Regions from separate parts of the Rattus norvegicus genome. Here region 2 is linked to region 1. A link is a contact called in public Hi-C data. All regions are on one chromosome and are shown on one strand. The core of a region is the stretch at or near the end of the contact, and the rest is flanking DNA. Distances in the headings are between cores, read along the strand shown. Region 1 overlaps Nckap5l (NCK-associated protein 5-like). Region 2 holds the start of Aqp5 (aquaporin 5).

The links. A called contact is a pair of places that touch in the nucleus more often than the background predicts.
Region 2: a Hi-C map of Schwann cells shows a contact between it and region 1, with 8 times the contacts expected there. The contact joins the promoter of Aqp5 here to the enhancer-like site in region 1. A contact is called at or near these places in 3 of 12 Hi-C or Micro-C datasets (the A7r5 cell line, Schwann cells and mammary epithelial cells).

What each region holds. Positions count from the first base shown.
Region 1 is chr7:132,431,231-132,434,874 of GRCr8, reverse strand. Nckap5l (NCK-associated protein 5-like) reads left to right here. Exons shown (of 13, transcript NM_001271369.3): 13 at 1-1,301. Among named protein-coding and RNA genes, the nearest start is that of Tmbim6, 27 kb to the right of the region's middle. Within about 2 kb of position 1,899, at least 35 of the 93 cell types and tissues checked have an H3K27ac peak or open chromatin away from gene starts, as enhancers often do. A contact at or near this core is called in Schwann cells, where this site is marked.
Region 2 is chr7:132,599,390-132,602,890 of GRCr8, reverse strand. Aqp5 (aquaporin 5) reads right to left here and starts at 1,363. Exons shown (of 4, transcript NM_012779.2): 1 at 893-1,363. The coding sequence starts at 1,255.

The sequences.
Region 1 (3,644 bases), core at 650-3,149:
CACGCCTTGGAGCCGGGGAGGCTTGATCCGAAGGGACCAAGGAGAAGGTGGGTGAGAAGGCGACAGGGGTCCCTGGCATATGCCACCGCTGCTGTGAGACAACCATGCCCAGCTCAGGGAGAGACCTCACCCCCTTCACTCCTCAGAGTAAGGCTCTGCTCTAAGGGATGGGGGCTCCAGGCTGCTTAGTCCCAGCTCCCTCTTCAGGCCGAGCCATCTTTCGGTGCTGGGCTTCCTGCCCACCAGCTGTGCCACCTCTGCCCAACCTGGCTGCAACCCTGCCCCAAAGCCCCCATGGGGCTGATTTTGGAAGCCCCAGGCTTACGGAGTTTGGGGAGTGAGGGGGACAAGTTGCCTTCTCTCTCTGCCCTGGTCCTCCCTGCTGTCTGAATGGTGCTGCCTCCTTTCCCCACATCGTGGGGTCTGTCTGTCTGTCTTCATCTTTGTTTATATATATATATATATATATATATATATATATATATATATATATATATATATATATATATATATATATATATATATATATATAAAAGCGCCTGGCCAAGTCCCCACGCCCGACCCGCACTGCGGTTAATTTATCTGTTGTTGAATGGCAGCCTCTGCTCCTGCGGTATCCCTAATAAAATATGGAGGCCTCTCCCCACCGCGACTGTTGTATGGCAACGCCACCATATGCTGTCTTCTCTATAACCCTTCAGGTGGATGGGTGTGCACTTTCAGGGCTTTGTGAGGCTGTGTGCCCTGGAGGAGATGGCTGGAGACCCCTAGGAGGTGACTTACAGGGACCTGCTTAGATCTAAGATTGGGAGAATGTCCCTGACTTGGTGGGGCACAAGGCCATGCAGCCTTGGAGAGAAAATGGGAGAAGAGGTCTGTGATCATGCACTCAAGCCCCTCCGTGTGCCAGATAGGGGACAGGCCAGTTCAGAGCAGTCTCACTGGCTTATGTGAAGGCGTAGAACAAGTCAATGACTACCCAGGCTGAAAGGGAAGAAGCCTGGTAGGAATCCCCTCACACCTGCACACCATGCAGTCTCTCTCCCCATGTCCCCATGCTTTATAAACCATCTCTGTATGGCTTGGGAGCACTAGAAGAAGCCAAGGATATTTATCACCAGAGCTGGCGTTCCAAATAACCGTATCACTACAGACCTTGGTTTTCCTCATCTGTATATTAGATTGTGGAAGGCCAGGTGGTCCTGTCAGCAGCCTTCTCCTTCATGCTCTGTGCTCCGTCCCACATCTGGCCTCTGCCTTCTTCCTTCAGCTGAGGTCATCATTAAAGAAATTAACAAGGGTCTGATGATGCAGTCTCATTCCTGCCCTCTTCCTAGGAGGGCTAAAGAAGTCTGCATCCTCCTGACTGGTTTCTTGACCTATTATTGGTCTAAGTCTGATGCATTACATCATTTCCTGTTAGAACTGCTTTGGCCTTCTGGATCCCGTTCCTTCCTGGAAAGGAATTTGGCATGGTGGGCTTGATTTCCTTACATCTCCTTCCCTTCAAAGCTAAGACCAAAGGGCCCATCCGTGTTCTCTCCAGGATCTGGTCAGTATGCTAGGAACTTGAATATACCAGGTGCCACCTCACTCCCTGGGTCAGTACGAGTTGACTGGAGAAATGACCCAGGGCATGGACCATAATGGTCCCCGGAGGCAGCCCTGCCCACCATGGTTCTGCCTGAGCCCAGTCAGCATTAGCCCAGATGATAATGCCCAGCCCCTGACCCCGCCCACACCGGAGGGAGCATGTGGGTGCGTTTACTGATACTCCAGGGAACCCAGTTTCTTGGCCGCCAAGAAAAGCTTCGCTGAAAGCCTCCTTGATCCTGGCTGGGGCAGAACACTTGGTGTCTCCGTTTGCAACAGCTGCTTGCAAAGTTCCAGTGACCTCACTCTCCTCAAGAACAATGGGCGAATGTTCATGTAAGACCTCAGCTGGTTTTCCTGAACACAGGAAGTTCAGACTGCCAAACAGCTGCCCTCCCCCCAGAAGGCCAAAAGCAAAAGGTGGGAAAGAGGCAGCCCACACTGGCACCTCTCTTTTTGCAGGACTCCCCGCCCTCCCTCCCCACACCCCAAAAAAGAAAAAGAACTGAGCCTCACTGGGCTGCCAGGGCTTTATCGCTCCCCTCCTTTTCCCCTACAAATAGTATGTTTTGTTTCCTTTAAAAAAGTTTAAAAAAAGAAAACATGCGCTTCGGCAGACTCCTGACCCCGCCCTTGCTCTCTGGGGCAATTCAAGTGGTATAAATAAATCCCTTAAAGCCACAAGCTCGCCTCACCGTAAGTACTTGTGGACCTGTCTGATTTTAGAGTAGGGACCAGCTTTTTAAAAAAAAAAAAAAAGGGGTTGGGGATTTAGCTCAGTGGTAGAGCGCTTGCCTAGGAAGCGCAAGGCCCTCGGTTCGGTCCCCAGCTCCGAAAAAAAGAACCAAAAAAAAAAAAGTTTTAATTATTAAAGACCTAAATTTGGGCTGGTTCACAGCCATCCCTAACTCCAGTTTCAGGGTACCTCTTGCTGTGGGAACATGAACCCTAGTTTCAAACACCTAGCCAGCACCTACATAAAAGCCAGGCTAGAAGGTGTGTGTCTGTAACCTCAGTACTTGGGGAAGGGAAGGGGGAGGGGGTGGGCAAAACCAGGTGGCTATCAGGGCTTGATAAGTAGCCAGGCGGGACAATGCTAAGTCATAGGTTCAATAACAGGCTGTCTTCCCCCCCCCACCCCCTCAGCTGAGTACTGAACCCAGGGCCTTGTACTTCTAGGCAAGCGGTCTACCACTGAGCTAAATTCCCAACCCCCAATAACAGGCTGTCTTAATAAGAAAGCAAGGCCAAGTTTGGTGGCTCACACTGTTGATCCCAGCACTTGGGAGGCAGAGGCAGGTGGATCTCTAAGTTTGAGGCTAACTTGGTCTACAGAGTGAGTTCTAAGTCATCCAGGCCTACACAAAGAAACTGTTTCAAACACACACACACACACACACACACACACACACACACACACACACACACACACGGGGGGTGGGGGGCAACCTTTTTGGAAGCCAGGTGTGAGTTGTTAACACCTGTGACCTCAGCACCTGGGAGGGAGGGGCAGGAGGTCAGGCTCTCCAGGCCTTCCGAGCTACAGAATGTAGCCTCAGCTACAGAAGAGCCTGTTTCAAAAACAGCCCCTGGTGGCTCACAGTAAAGGCCTTACCACCAAGCCTGACAACCTCAGTTCCCTTCCCCAGACTCACATGATAGAAGGAGAAAACAGACTCTTTTTTTTTTTTTTTTGGTTCTTTTTTTTCGGAGCTGGGGACCGAACCCAGGGCCTTGCACTTCCTAGGCAAGCGCTCTGCCACTGAGCCAAATCCCCAGCCCTGAAAACAGACTCTTGACAGCTGTCCTCTGACTTAAATTTTGTGCTCTGCACTTGCTCACCCATAAATGTATTTAATAAAAAATAAAATATATAGGTATATGTTTTATAAAAATATATGGGGCTGGAGTGATGGCTCAGAGGTTAAGAGCACTGACTGCTTTCCAGAGGTCCTGAGTTCAAATCCCAGCAACCACATGGTGGCTCACAACCATCTGTAATGGGATCTGATGCCCTTTTCTGTGTCTGAAGACAGCTACAGTGTATTCAT
Region 2 (3,501 bases), core at 114-2,613, 170 kb before region 1:
ACCGCACTTCAGTGTGCACAAGCTTGAAGCTCTCAGGCCTGTAGCCGGAGGGTAGGGTGTCAGCGAGTTTTCCTGGGTGCCATCATGTCAACGACTCTGCCCAATCCCCAGCCCCCATGAGCTGGCATTTACCCTCCCTCCTGTGGGCAGCTGCCCAGTTTGCCTACTGCAAACAGCCCCTGGCCTCCTATCCGTGCCTGACCCACTGCCAGTGCCAACTTCAAACCCGTCTCTCCAGTGGCTGACTCACAGCTTGACAATGGCCGAGAAAATCCTCCTCTGTGTTTGATTAATGAGCCCAGTTCACATGGGACAGGGGGCTGAATCTAGGGCTCCAAAAATGGGGAGACAACAGGAGGCAGGAACAGGGATTACAGAAGAGGGAGCCAGTATTGGGGGCGGTGTCCCATCATGGCTTCCAAGTGCAATCCCCACGACACTGTGCTCTAATCACCTCCACGTAATGGCTAATAAACTGGAAGCCCAGGGAGATCACGGTTGCTCTAGACCGGGACTGATTACTACTACCCCTTGCTCTCTGGTGGGTCTGTTAAAATGACACCACCAAGGGGATGACAAGAAAGAACTCACAGGTGAGATTAGAAATTGAAGAGATGTCTCGGTGGCCAGGGGGAGTTAGGCCAGGAAGAGCGGCCTAAGAGGGAAGGGTAGAGGAGGTAGAATGTGAAGAGAAGCCAGGACCAAGGAGCCAGGACCAGGGAGCACCGAGCTTGGCTAGGAGGTTGGTCAGCCTGTTCTTACCGGCATAGTTGTGCACTGTTGCTTGGCTTGTACCCTTTATCCTTTCTTAAGAAGGGGGAAGCATGGAGGATCTGGTCTGAAATGTCCCCAGCGTCCCTGGCCATCCCTCCACAGTCTGGTGGACACTCACCGCATTGACGGCCAGGTTACCCCGGGCATTGAGTGGCGCCAGCCAGTACAGGATGCCTGCCCCAGCAATGGCGCCCACCAGCTGGGCTGCCACGTAGAAGACAGCTCGGAGCAGCGAGATCTGGTTTCCTATTAAGAGGGCCAGAGTAATGGCTGGATTGATGTGGCCACCACTCACAGGTCCCAGAGCTTGGGCTAAGGTACCTATGGCCAGGCCAAAGGCAATTGAGATTTGCAGAATGGTGGGCAGAGCCGAGGGCCACTTGAGTGCTGAGCCCAGGCCAAAGAAGACGAAGATGAGGGTGGCCAGGAACTCTGCGAACACCGCCTTGAAGAAGGCAAGGGAGCACACCTCCTTTTTCATGGTGGCCTTGGGGGCCCGGTGGCAGCGGGAGGGTTGCGGGGCGGCCGTCGGGGCGGCGCTGGTAGCGGCGGGCGTCTGTCTGCGGGGCTCTGCGCGCGGTGCGGTGCCCACTCGGTGGCAGGTGACCTGGCGCGGACCGGGCAGGGGCGCGCTATATAGAGGGCGCGCGCCCCGCGGCGGGCAGAGCGCGGGGGGGCCGGGGGCGGCTCCCGCGCCCAGGGGCCAGCGCAGAGCGCAGGGCGCGAGCCTGGCCGGGGCGCGCTCGCCTCCCCCCGCTCCGCGCGCCCCGGGCCCCCCAGCCGCACAGCGGCGGACCCGCCCGGGCCACGTGACCCACGCGGCGGTGTAAACCGGCCCCGCGGCCTGGGTCGCGCGCATCGTGCGCTCAGCGCTGTTCCCGCGCCCTCCTGGCCGACGTGCGTGCGGGACTCCCCGGGCTGCTGAGCGCGGTCCTGGCTCTCCGCTCCCACAGAGCTCTGGAAGTCCGTCTCCGGCCGGCTTTACCGGCGTCCCGGGCCGACCGGCAGCCTTCCCCCTTTCTCCTCCTCTGGCTCGCGCGACCCGAGCATCTTGACCCGGTCTCACCCTCGGCCCGGCCAGAGTGATGCGATTCTCTGAGGACAGCGCCTCTTAGCTCCCAATCCGCCCGTGGCGGGGGCGGTTCGGCCATTGTGGGCCTCTCCCCGGTCCAGCCCGGCGGGAGCGGGGGCGTTGGGTCGGGAGCGCAATGCCAGCCTAATGGCAATCCTCGACGCCGCGTGTGGCAGTGTTGGCTCTAGGCAGCGGGCTCTAGGAGGCGTTCTCAGTGGGAGCCCTTGGGGACCTCGGAGTGTTGACCAATTTGGGTTGTTTGGGCTTAGGGAAGTGGCCCTGAGACTGGTGTCAGAGGGAAGGATCTTGGCCTCTTCTGTTTCCAACCCACCAGAACTCCCTCACTTTAGACCTTTGAGTGGCTGTTTGCTTTTTATCCTTGTTCTTTCTTCTCTCTCTCTCTCTCTCTCTCTCTCTCTCTCTCTCTCTCTCTCTCTCTCTCTCTCTCCATGTGCGTGAGTTCCTCCATCTCTCTGACTCTTGGTTTTTGCTTTTTCTTTCTTTTTTTCCCCCAGTCAATCCGTCCATTACTGTTTCTAGCTCTTTCCTTGGTCTCTTTTAACCTGTGGGTCTTTATTTCTGCCCGGCTATCTCCCATTCCTACGTCGGACACTCATACAGTTTGTCTTTCTGGCCCCCACCCCCACCCCATCAAGTCCTTCCACTCTTGTACTGGGCAGCACATTTTTATAGTTTCCAGCTCCCTCTTGTCCTCCCAACCCTCCCTCTGCAGGTTTGGTATGTGTGAAAGGAGATTGGAGGGCTTTCCAGGGTTTGGGGGCAGGGCAAGGATCCACCCTCAGGATCCCAGAAAAGGAGCTGCCTACCCTCTGCCCCCCAAAATTCGTGCTTGAGCTCTTTGCATGGTATCACCCATAGAGCAAGGCCCAGGAGAGTCACCTCCGCCTTGGTCAATTTTAAAAACCTCCTAGGGCAATTGAGCAGTAGGGTGCAGTGGGGGAATACACGTGTCCAGCAGGGGAGGAGGGTGGAGCCTACAGGAAGGCAAGAACCGGGAGGAGGAACCTTGGGCCAGGTGGCAGCTAAGAGGCCAAAGAAAACAGGGTCCAAAGAAACCCCACTATTGTTCCCATTCTGCCTGGCATTTCCTGCTGAGCGACTCCTCCCTAACGGCTCTGGTCAGGTGGACTGTTCTTTTCTCCGGAGTCGCAGGGCTATGCCCCCCGCAGAGCAAGGCAGTACATCCAGGATCAGAGACCTTCAGGCCCGGCATCTTCCTTGTGGCTGCACCATCCCTCCTTTTAAATGCATCTTCTCTACCCGGGCACCGACCATCTACCTGAATCCACAGGTCTCACAGTCTGTCCTCTTAGAGTGGGCAGGACTCACGTGCTGTTAGGAGACTGACCATGAAATATGTTGCTGCCTGAGAATTTGAGCCTACTCTTTTCTAACTAACAAAGGACTGGAAAAGCCAAGAACTTGTTCTTGCCAGATCTGTAGTTCAGTGGTAGAGTCCTTGCCTAGCATACGAGGGGCCCTAAGTTCAATGCCCAGTGCTGGGGGGAAAATAAAGGAAGTTTTGGTCAGGCACAGCAGCTGTTCTCGCCAACCATCAGGAGGCAGAGACAGGCAGATCTCTGAGCTCAAGGACAGACCGGTCTACAGAGTGAGTTCTAGGTCAGTCAAAGGCT